Regions from separate parts of the Arachis hypogaea genome. Here region 1 is linked to region 2. The links are chromatin contacts, called in public Hi-C maps. All regions are on one chromosome and are shown on one strand. The core of a region is the stretch at or near the end of the contact, and the rest is flanking DNA. Distances in the headings are between cores, read along the strand shown.

What was found. A called contact is a pair of places that touch in the nucleus more often than the background predicts.
Region 1: a contact with region 2 is called in a Hi-C map of an unstated tissue, with 2.9 times the contacts expected there. The contact joins the promoter of LOC112751012 here to the enhancer-like site in region 2. A contact is called at or near these places in 4 of 8 Hi-C or Micro-C datasets (leaf and an unstated tissue).

The regions. Positions count from the first base shown.
Region 1 is chr2:91,960,381-91,966,571 of arahy.Tifrunner.gnm2.J5K5, forward strand. It overlaps LOC112751012 (protein trichome birefringence-like 34), which reads left to right and starts at 2,352. Exons shown (of 5, transcript XM_025799989.3): 1 at 2,352-2,773; 2 at 3,872-4,049; 3 at 5,209-5,405. The coding sequence starts at 2,406.
Region 2 is chr2:91,925,150-91,930,875 of arahy.Tifrunner.gnm2.J5K5, forward strand. No RefSeq gene overlaps it. Among protein-coding and RNA genes, the nearest start is that of LOC112751003, 12 kb to the left of the region's middle. Within about 2 kb of position 1,417, at least 1 of the 3 cell types and tissues checked has open chromatin away from gene starts, as enhancers often do.

The DNA.
Region 1 (6,191 bases), core at 1,102-3,601, 36 kb after region 2:
TTATGGAAACTTTAATAAAATAAAAAAATAAATATGTAATCACTATTAAATTTCTAGCCTTCATTATACATAAGTCCTACTACTTTAATTCAAGAAATATTTAACATTCATTTTTTCATTTTACCAATTATTCACCTTATTAGAAGAAGTTCATCCATATATGGTTGTCCCGAACTTGCAGATACTCACAAAGATTATCCGCAATAGAGATTAACAGAAATCTACAAAATTTTCATAGAAATGAAATCTATTTTTGTGGATAAATAGAGACGGAAGTAGAAATTAAGATACCTGCATTATTATATTTAGATTCTTAAAACTTTTGCAAAAAAAATTTACTTAAATGCCTTTATTTATATATATATATATATATATATATATATATATATATATATATATATATATATATATATATATATAACCTTAATTCATTCCTTACTTAAATAAAAATTTTTATTTTTTTATTTTAATTTATATATTAAAAATGACTGTAGAAAAAAAATTATATAAATAATTAGTCATGTTTTTCTGTAGTAGTACATGCATCAATTGAAATATGCGGCTCAACTATCAATAAAAGATTTAAATTTTATACGTTATTAGTATAAAATAATTTTACACAAACAATTAATTATATATTCTTATTATATTAATAAAAATAATTAATTTTTAAATTTATTACTTAAAAAATTATCTAAACAAGATGACTATATAAAAATTTTTACACTATTAGTATATTATAATTAAATTTATCAATAAATTCAAAAGTTTTGTAAATTAAATGATTGATAGCATTTAATTAATTTTGTGTATGCAATTTTTTTAACACTAAAATTTATAAAGAAAGTTAAACTATTTGTAATTTCTTACACAAGGATGTGTCCAAATATTAGGAATTAGAGTAGAATAATTGTGGTAGAGATATAACTATTCATATATCTTTTTTTATGATCAACTTAGGAAAAGTAGCTAATATCATAATATATTATCAAAGTTTTATAATCGAAAAATCTAAAATTCAAATCTTGTAAGATTCCAAAAGAAAAAGAATTTAGCACAAGGCAAATTAAGAAAAATATAAAAATTTAACCAAATTTAAAAAAAAACTCTTATTTAAAAAATATAATCATTTATATATATTTTTTATCAGCCTAAATTAAAAAAAAGTAGTATCATGATAAATTAGCTTATGTGATTTAATTATGTATTTCAGCTAATTGGTACATTATTGGTACATATGCATGTACTGTATGCTTTGGTTAATTTGAATATATTTCCAAAATAAAATTTTATATTATAATCTAATTATGTATTATTACAATTATTGCATGTACTGTATTTTCTACTACTTAAAGTCTGTTCAGATTCTTAAATATAATTGAATAATAGCACGCTTAACATAATTGTATACTATTATATCGTGCATATTAACTAAATTCGTTAATTATTTTTCTTTTTATTATATATTTATCCTCAACAACCAAACACGTAACCCAAAAATATACTAGTATACTAAAAGAGTAAATTGCAAATGTAACTCTTACCAGAAACACTCTTAAAAGTTGCAAATAAATCTACCTAGTATGTGGTTACCTTAGTTTGCTAACCCACTAAAAAAGAAGATTTGATATATGAAGCATGCATACATACACATGAGGGAATTAAGAAAGTGACACTACTTTGTTGGTTTCTCTTATCTCTTCCTCATTTGTGTTTTGAGGTAGAAAAGGACTTAAGATAGTGGAGAGGACAGTAAGGGCTTCGACCATTCTTCAAGCAATGTCATTGGTTGTGAAAACGTCAACAACATAACCTTAATATATATCATTTAATTGATCCTTCCCTCCACATATCATATCATATCATATCAAATCAAAGTTCCAAACAACATAATTACTATAGAATATTTTTAAAAAAATAGTGCTTCAAATAATTGCCATCATATTAAACCACATAAAATAAGGTAAGGTATATAGTAAAGTTTAGTAGATGAAGCATAAAATATCTTTCTAAATAGTTTAATATGCATTATCTCATAAAATTATTTATTCTATAAATTTAAATCTTAAATAGAAAGCAAACAAATAATTATACATCTAACATTAATTTTTAATCTATATAAATTGGAGCTAAATTTTAATTAGTCAATGTTGAATATAGTACATTATTATCTGATTCTTATTGTAAAACACTATGAGTTAAGAAATATCAAGTACACTAAACTTCTAAATGCATCATTGTTCTCCACCTACCATTTTCAGTGGGACATGTTTGGCTATGGATGACAATAATCTTCTACCTCACTATCCATCATCAAGAAAGCTTCAAAATTAAAATTGAGGAATCATTATATTGCATTGCATCTTGAAAAAAACAAAGAAAGGTGCAAGCAATTATTGTAATAAATGGCAAATAAGGCATCACAAGAAATAGTGTTAGGAAACACTAGTACTAATAATGGAGGAATAAGAAGCACATTTCAATCACTTGTTTTAGTACTAACAACAATTGTAGTTGTGACTGGCGTTTATCTAACACAAGAAGGAGGAGAATGGTTTGAAGAGAGTAGTAGTAATAGTATGTCATCAATTATTGAAGAATCAAAATGCAACATGTTTAATGGTAAGTGGGTTTTTGACAACATAACTCATCCATTATACAAAGAGAAGCAATGCACATACATGTCAGATCAATTGGCTTGTGAGAAGTTTGGAAGGAAGGACCTTAGCTACCAGAATTGGAGGTGGCAGCCACACCAATGTCACATACCAAGGTCTTTTAATTAATTAATTTCCATCCCCTTAATTAAGTATTAGCTTATTATCACATTTTTTCTTTTAATTTTGGAAAATTATAATTTTATGATATCTATTCTTTCAATTTTCAGGTTAGTTTGACTAATTTAGTACATTGAAAAATCATCAATACATATCTAGATAGACAATTGTTGGTTTGTGTTAAGAGACAAATTTTTGTTCAGATATTAGTACTATAGACCTATATTTTGACAAGACTATTGCTCAGAGACAACTAATTTTAATTCAGTGGTAATGTATTTTGGCTTTGGCGGCTATAATTGCCGTAAATAGATTTATCCTAATTAATATTATTAATCGTTTTTTATTTTGTCGTTAAAAGCTAAAGCTTTAGTGACAGTTATTAATTATCGGTAAAAACCTTTCTTAAGGTTAAAAAAAATTCTATAACTTATAATAATAATAATAATAATAATAATAATAATAATAATAATAATAATAATAATAATAATAATAATAATAATAAATACATAATTGTTACAAAAAATTAACTTAAAAAAATGGTCATAATATAATACTATTGTCACTAAAATTAGTTTTTTTACACTGTTTAAAGCATTCAAACTTCTCTAGACAATTATTGATACATAATTAATGGGTAAAACATAATTTTTTGTCTTTAAAATTTATTAAAAATATATCTAAGTTTTATTTTATTTTAATTTTGTTTTAAAATTTTTTTATTTGAATCAAATATACTCTTGACGACTAATTTTTCAAAAAATTTAGGACCAATTCAGTAACAATATTCACAAAACATCCTTCAACACAAGTAAACCAAACATATTTGTCATGTATTATTACTAGATTAGTCCTAAATTTTTTGAAAATTTAGCTGTAAGGAATATATTTGATACGAATAAAAAACTTAGAATAAAATTAAAACAACATAAAACTTATGAATATTTTTAAAATTTTTAACAAATTTCAATAACAAACGATATATTTTACCATACATTAGTTTTTTTTTTAATGTATTAATTTAGTCAATTTATATTATATTTTTTAGCTTTGTTGAATGTGGCCCATCTTTTTGTGTTATATAATAATTATAGGTTCAATGCAACAGCAATGCTTGAAAAGCTAAGGAACAAGAGGCTTGTGTTTGTTGGGGATTCACTCAATAGAGGCCAATGGATTTCAATGGTTTGCCTTGTTGAGTCTTCAGTGCTCCCATCTCTTAAATCAATGCGCACCATTGCCAATGGATCACTAAGTATTTTTAAGGCCATAGTAAGTAATCTTAGGCATTATAAGTAGAAGAAGAATAGAGCTATATATAGTTGCTTCTATTGTCGCATGAACATGGAACAATAAACAATAATAAAAAATTTAATTATCCTATGAATCTCTATACTTTTACTGAATTTTTAATTAGGTTTTTATTTTTGATTGAGTCCATAGTAACAAAAACGTTAGAATTATCAGAATATTCTGTCAAACAAAATGAATATGTCTAACACTTGACTGAATATTCTATATAATTTAACAGAATATTTCCTTAATTTCAACGTTTTTGTCACGGTAGGGACTTAATTATAAAATATGACACGGTATAGGGATCTAATTGAAAAGAAAAAAAAAAGTATAAAAGACCTACCTGATTAAAAATTTAATGAAACTATAGGAACTGACAGGATAATTAAACCTAATAAAAAATACTATGCAAAATATATTTTATAGCTAATATGATTATATAATTAAAAGAGTTTTAATTTATGATATATATTTTATGGCAAGTATAATGACTATATATTCACTTGATATCCTTGAAATCCAAATTAATTTTTCTTTATTTCTAAAATTAAACATTGATCAAATTTAAAATTTAGATATATAGTTTTATATTTTGTGAAATATAATATTAAACACTTATAAATATAATCTTGTCCTCTCCTGAAATTAAAGGAAATTAATATCAACTAATGAATAAATAAAAAAAATTTAATTTTAATGTATTGATGGTGTAAACTATTTTACACAGTCGTCAAATTACATCTGTCTTTTTAAATGACTACGTAATTAATATAAAAAAATAATTATTTTTATTAATAGAATGTTACATAATTGAATGCACGTATAAAACTATTTTACATTGTACTAACAATGCAGTAAAATCAAATTCATAAAGAAAAATCACAATAAATTTTACTAAATATAAAAGAGCGAAGTCATTGTAATTTATTCTTGAAAAAACCCACTACACTACTATTAAACTAATTCTTTAATTTTCTCATGTTTCAAAACATGAGCAGAGAAACAAGTTCTGATTAGACACATGGGTTTGATTATTAATTAGCCAACATTTGACAATTGCAAAAGAAAACAACTTATTATTATGTGACTAAATAACAGTTTATGGATGTTAACTTTGACAAAATTGAAATGAAAGGAATACAATGCAAGCATAGAGTTCTATTGGGCCCCACTACTAGTAGAATCAAACTCAGATGATCCAATAAACCATAGAGTAGCAAATAGAATTGTGAGGGTCAAGAGCATTGAGAAGCATGCTAGGCATTGGACTGATGCAGACATTCTGGTCTTCAACACTTTCCTTTGGTGGAGAAGGCGTGCAATGAATGTTCTGTGAGTATACACACATCTTTTACCTAACCATCACTTTCTTAATTTCATCAACTAATTTAATTTACTGCTTTATTGCCTATGTTATGTGATCATCTACAACTACTCCAATGTTAATTTCCAACCACCATTTGTATAATAATGATTGTGTTTTCGAAATGTTTTCTAAACATAGTAAGTACTAAGTAGTTGTATAGATATTACTATTCTTATTATTACTATTAATTATCAAATGACCTATGTATTTAAATGTGTATGTATAAACATTGGGGGTATAAACTATAAATATAATGTAGGGTGTAATTGTAGTTTATTCTTGGATTTGTGGCGTATTTTTAATTTTTAATTTTTTTTGTTTCTCATGATTTTTTTAATTCGGCAGATTAAAGATTAATCCATTACAGATTTAAACTAATTCAAACCTCCAACACTTACTTAAGTGGATTAGTGAACTCACTACTAAACAAACCCAAGTTGGTTATTTATTTTAAAATTTTAATGATAAGCAAAGTATAAATCCATGAACTTTCTGAAAATGGGTAGATTGTTGTCTAAAATAAGTTCATTATACTTAAATTTTAGGTTATGTTCGATTAGCCCATAATTTTTTTGGCTATTTTTTTCGATACGGAGGAAATTGGTGTGTAATATATAATTATTGAAAGGGTTGGTGTTTTTCTTTAGTATGAAGTTATTTTTTTAAAAATTGTTATAGAATAAATCGGACGGCTAGATTTGTTAAAAAGAGAAGAAAAATGAAATATAAGGATTCGATTTGAGTGAAGTATA
Region 2 (5,726 bases), core at 167-2,666:
ACCTGAAATCACAGAAAAACACACAAACTCATAGTAAAGTCCAGAAAAGTGAATTTTAACTAAAAACTAATAAAAATATAATAAAAACTAACTAAAACATACTAAAAACATACTAAAAACAATGCCAAAAAGCGTATAAATTATCCGCTCATCAGCAATCATGGATTCTGATTTGTGAAATCTTTCTAGCATGTTGTCATGTGTTTTTAGTAAATTCTCAACTTTATTGAGTGTGAATGATTCTGTTTTTACAGAGACTGTGGATATGAATATTTGATAATCTTCATTGAGGCTCTCAATGATAACATCAATTTGTTCTTCAGTAGTGAGAAGATTTTCCAACGCTATTAAGGAATAAAAGAGGTGTTTGAGCTTATTAATGTAATCGGTAACAGTTAACCCAACTTTCTTGATAGTTTTAATTTTAGATTTGAGTTGCTTAACTTTGTATCTTGCCGTCTTGACGAAGTAATCTTCAAGCTTTTTTCATATTTCATAACAAAAGGTGTTGCCAATCATCTTGTTATTGAAATCTTGATCTATGGAGGCTAAAAGGAAAGAAATTAAGTTGTAATGTTCTTGTCTCCATTGCTTTTAAGTCTTTGATCCAGTACTAGTGAGAGCATAAGCATTAGATTCAAATTGAGGAGGAATTGAATCACGCCTGAGATTATCTTGGCCTCTGATTGCTGCAAGTATCTGTGCTTGTCATGTTTTGAAGTTGTTCTCTCCCAATTTGTAGGCTATGGATTTTAAAAATTTTTTGGAATGAAAATTGCTGGAACAATGATAGCATTATTGTTTAGAAGGTTTGAGTTAGCAGAGTCAGCAGTGATGAATGAAGCTATGGATCAAGGTACCACAGTTTTTGATATCATGAACGAATTCTAGTTTGAGCAGAGAATTAGAGAACTAGAAAGAAAAAGACTGAAAAGAGAATTTGAAATTATAAAATTATTCATGTAAAGTACAGTTAGACTGAGTCTTATATAACTCTAAAAATGAAAAAATAGAGAATTCATCATTTACATCAATCCAATCGAATATATCTCAACCCATTCTACTAACAATAACAAATTCTAACAAATTTTTCTTTCACAAATTGACGAACTCGTATTATTTTCAAAGAAAACAAGGTATTGGGGAATCTTAACTTTTAACAGATTTCTTCAAACCTATATTTTATTGTTATTGAAATTGTGGAGTTTTGTTAATATTTGAATTAAAGTTACTTTCTTCCTTATTAAAATATTACAATATTATTCAAGCCATTATTTTTTTTATTTCGTTTTTTTAGGTATTAGAAGCCAATAAATTTTCAGGAGGTTGAGTTTTGGACGAGAATTTTCAAGAGGTTATAGTGCGTGTTGTTCTTGGTTTCTTGGAAATTTCTTTGTTTTTTTTTTTTGTTAGATAGGAAATTTCTTACTAAAGTAATGTTAGCATTATACATTATTGTTAAAAAAGTTTTGGTGATATGTTGTGTTAGGTTTGGACATTTTCTTGGGTCTGTAAAGTTTGGGCTTTAGTCAGTTATTGGAATATTCTGAGACAGTTTTACTTTGAGACCCAAATGTCCAAAAGATTAAAAATATTTGAAAATAAACTCTTGACCAAAAAAAAAAAAAGAAAATAAACTATCATTTTATGTACCAAAATAAAAAATATCATATTGAACTATAAAATACAATTAAAATTTTTAAACAAAAAATTGATAGAGAAAAAATTGACATTTTAAATGTATTATGACCTATCTATAATATAAAACTTTTATGAAGCTGCAATGTTTAAATAATGTGTACGCAATTTGTTTTGTTCATTCATTTTGGCATTTTATTCGTATTTAAAGATAAAGTATATTTTTTATTTTTTAAGTTTAATAAAAATTTTAAAATTAAACATAAATTTTATTTTATTTTAATTTTAGCTCACAAGATTTTAATTTGCATTAAATATGTTTCGATAACTAAATTTTCAAAAAAGTTAAGACTAATCCAACAATAATACATGAAAATTATACTTGATTTACTTGTATTAAAAGTTATTTTTATGAAATTATTATTGAATTGATCATATTTTTTTGAAAAATTAGCTGTTAAAAATATATTTAATACAAATAAAAATTTTTTGAAACAAAATTAAAATAAAATAAATAATTTTAAAAATATTTTTAAAACTTTTACCAAATCAATATAAAGAGGTAAAATAATCTTTACTTAATAATAATTGACAATGATTATGATGATACTCTAGTAGAAATTAATTTTGCGGGTTAATAATCAAATTCGTTCCTAAAAGATAAGGTATTCTTCAAATTTGTCCCTAAAAAATTTTTTTAATCAAATTAGTCCTTCAAAGATTACGAATTAATCATATTTGTCCTTCAGTTACTTCACTCATAATTTTCGTCAATGATTAATGATGTAAAATGTTAACTGATAGCATACATGACACATAACATGTTCAATTAAACGTTGACTAAATATATTTACAAAAATCTATCAATTTAGTCACTAGGTGATATTAGGAATAGAATTTTTGTAATTAGAAAAAATGACTAAATTAATAATTTTCATAAATATATCCAATTAGACATATCAAATATTATATATGTTATCAATTAACGTTTTATAACATCAATCTTTGAAAAAATTTGTTAGTGGAGTGATTAGAGGATAGATATGATTAATTCGCAATCTTTGAAGGACCAATTTGATTAAAAAAAATCTTTTAGAGATGAATTTGAATAATGTCTTATTTTTCCGGGACTAATTTAACTATTAACCCGTAAAAACTATTCTTAGAGTGATTGAAGATTATGATAGGATGAGGTAAATAGGTAATAGATGTAATACAATATACATTTTGTCTTTATCAATTATTTAATAATACAAATATTTTTCATATACAAGTCATTTACACATATAAGTCTATAAAAGTCTTTTTAACCTAATTTACCTCACACATCACTATTTAACTAACTTTTCAATCAACGCACGAATATATAACTGTCTTTTTTGAAAGGATTTTGTTTCCTTTTTCGAATCTCCTTAACGTTTTCGATCTACGTTCTCTTCTATCTATGCATTTTTCTTCATTCGTTCTCTGCATTTTCTTTCTTCATTTTTTACAATTTTCTTCGTTCTCTACGTTCTTGAAATCAAGCTCTGAAATCAGTTTTGAATAGTTATCTTGTTGTTGAAGATAATGAATGATTTATGTTCAGATTGTCAATTAAACAAGAGAAGTGGATTATTGTTTTGAATCCAATCAGGTGGTTGAGATGTGGTTCGATTCTAGTTAATATTTTTGTTAGTAGTTTATGATTCAGTAGGTGAATAATATTGTTTTTGTTTGTGAAAATTGATGTTCATCGTTGATGGTTTGAATTAAATGTAGTGTAGGAGTTCTGCATCAAAGAAAATATTTTTGTGTATTTACAGCAAATTTCGGTGTAAATCTAAGACATTTATGTATATTATTTAAGAATTTTTGGTAGATTTGTACTGATAAGTTCTGAATAATTCAAAACTCTTTCTCTTTCTCCTTCCTCATCTTCTGCTGCTTCTTTTTCTTCTTCTTTTTTCATCATCATCATCACCATCTTCTTCTTCTTCTTTTTCTTGTTCATATTTTCCTTCTTATTTTACCTTTTCAAATTTTTTCTTGTTTTACTCTCTTAACAAGAATGAAAAAAAAACAAACAAAGAAGAAGAAAAAATATATAATGCTGCAAAATTACTTAGAAGATGATGAACTTGCATTTATTCAACTAAAAAAAAAGAAAGAAATAAGAAAAAAAGAAGAAAAAATGCAGCATTAAAGGAAATATTTTTGTGTCGTTGCAGTAAATTTCGGTGTAAAACTAAGATATTTATGTTTATTATTCAAGAATTTTTGGTGAATTTGTACTGATAAATTCTGCATAATTCAAAACTTTTCCTCTTCCTTCTCCTCATCTTCTGCTGCTTCTTGTTCTTTTTTTCATCATCGTCACCATCTTCTTTTTTTTTCTTATTCATATTTCCTTTCTTATTTTACCTTCTCAAGTTTCTTGTTTTGCTTTCTTAACAAGAATAAAAAAAATAAAAAAAACACATAATACTGCAAACTTACTTGGAAGAAGATGAATTTATATTCATTCAACTATAAGAAAGAAAAAAATAAAGAAAAAAAGAAAAAAAATATAATATTAGAAAAAATATTTTTGTATATTTGCAGCAAATTTCGGTGTAAAATTAAAACATTTATGTGTATTGTTTAAGATTTTTTTGTGGATTTGTACTCATAAATTCTGCATAATTCAAAACTCTTCCTCTTCCTCCTCCTCATCTTTTGTTGCTTCTTCTTCTTTTTTTTTCATTATCATCACCATCTTTTTTTTTTCTTATTCATCTTTCCTTTCTTATTTTACCTTATCCAGTTTCTTCTTGTTTTATTCTATTAACAAGAATAAAAACAAAAAAATCAAACAAAGAAGAAGAAGAAATACATAATACTGCAAAATTACTTGGAAGAGCGTGAACTTACATTCATTCAACTAAAAAAAAAAGAAAGAAATAAGAAAAAAGAAGAAGAAGAAGAAAATGCAGTATTAGAGAAAATATTTTTGTGTAGTTGTAGCAAATTTCGGTGCAAGACTAAGACATTTATGTATATTGTTTAAGAATTTTCGGTGGATTTATACTGATAAATTCTGTATAATTCAAAATTCTTCCTCTTCCTCCTCTTCATCTTCTACCATTTCTTCTTCTTCATCTTCTTATTTCACTTTCTCATAATTCTTTTTGAACTCATCTTTGAAACTTCCTTCCCTTTTTACGACGTTTTTGAGAAATTTTTAAAAGATTTTGATCGTTTAAATTTTGAGTGCGTTGCGATTTTGATTAAGGAAAAGAACTATTTGCGCTATTCAAGAATTGGAAAAGCATGTATTTACACGCAATTTAAACTGAGATTGTTTTTATTAGATTTATACTAACTTATATAAATTTGTATGCCAAAAAAACTTATATATAATCTTCTAACAAAATAACTAGTAAATTCAAACCAATTTATTCTTGATAATCTTCTCCAATAATTTAGAAAAATAAATATTAAAATTCCCCTTTTAATATATGCATACATGTGCCGAATCCAACGTTCGTAATTAGCTTCAACATAATCCAAGATGTTATTGTTATATATCACTTTTTGCTTTTTTATTATCGGCGATAAAATCAATTTTTTTAATTTTAATTGATTAAAAGCAATACATAAATAATTATATTTTTAAGATATTTTTATGTAAATTTTTTTTTGAAATTTGTATGAATTTTTGCATAAATTTTTTTATTTATTTTATATTATTTTTTTCTCGTTTAAAAAATAACAAAAATCAAATTATAAATTTTTTATTATAAAATTTTTTATATTATATCATAAACTACTTCTTTTAAAAAATTTAACTAGTAAAAAGATATAAATAAATATTTATATCTCTAATACTAAATAGAACAAACTAAACTATGGTAGAGTTGTTAGAATAAATTGTTTTATTAATTCAGATCATCTATATCACCAAAAATATATATTATAGTGCGGAAATGTACCTGTACTCATAAGAGTTATTAGAAGAATTTGATTTTTTTATCTTTCTCAATCAAATCATTTTGTATCCCTAATAGAGCTAAATCACAACTCTTCGATGGAAAAAGAATTATGGAAGCGGTTTTGATGTGTTGGGA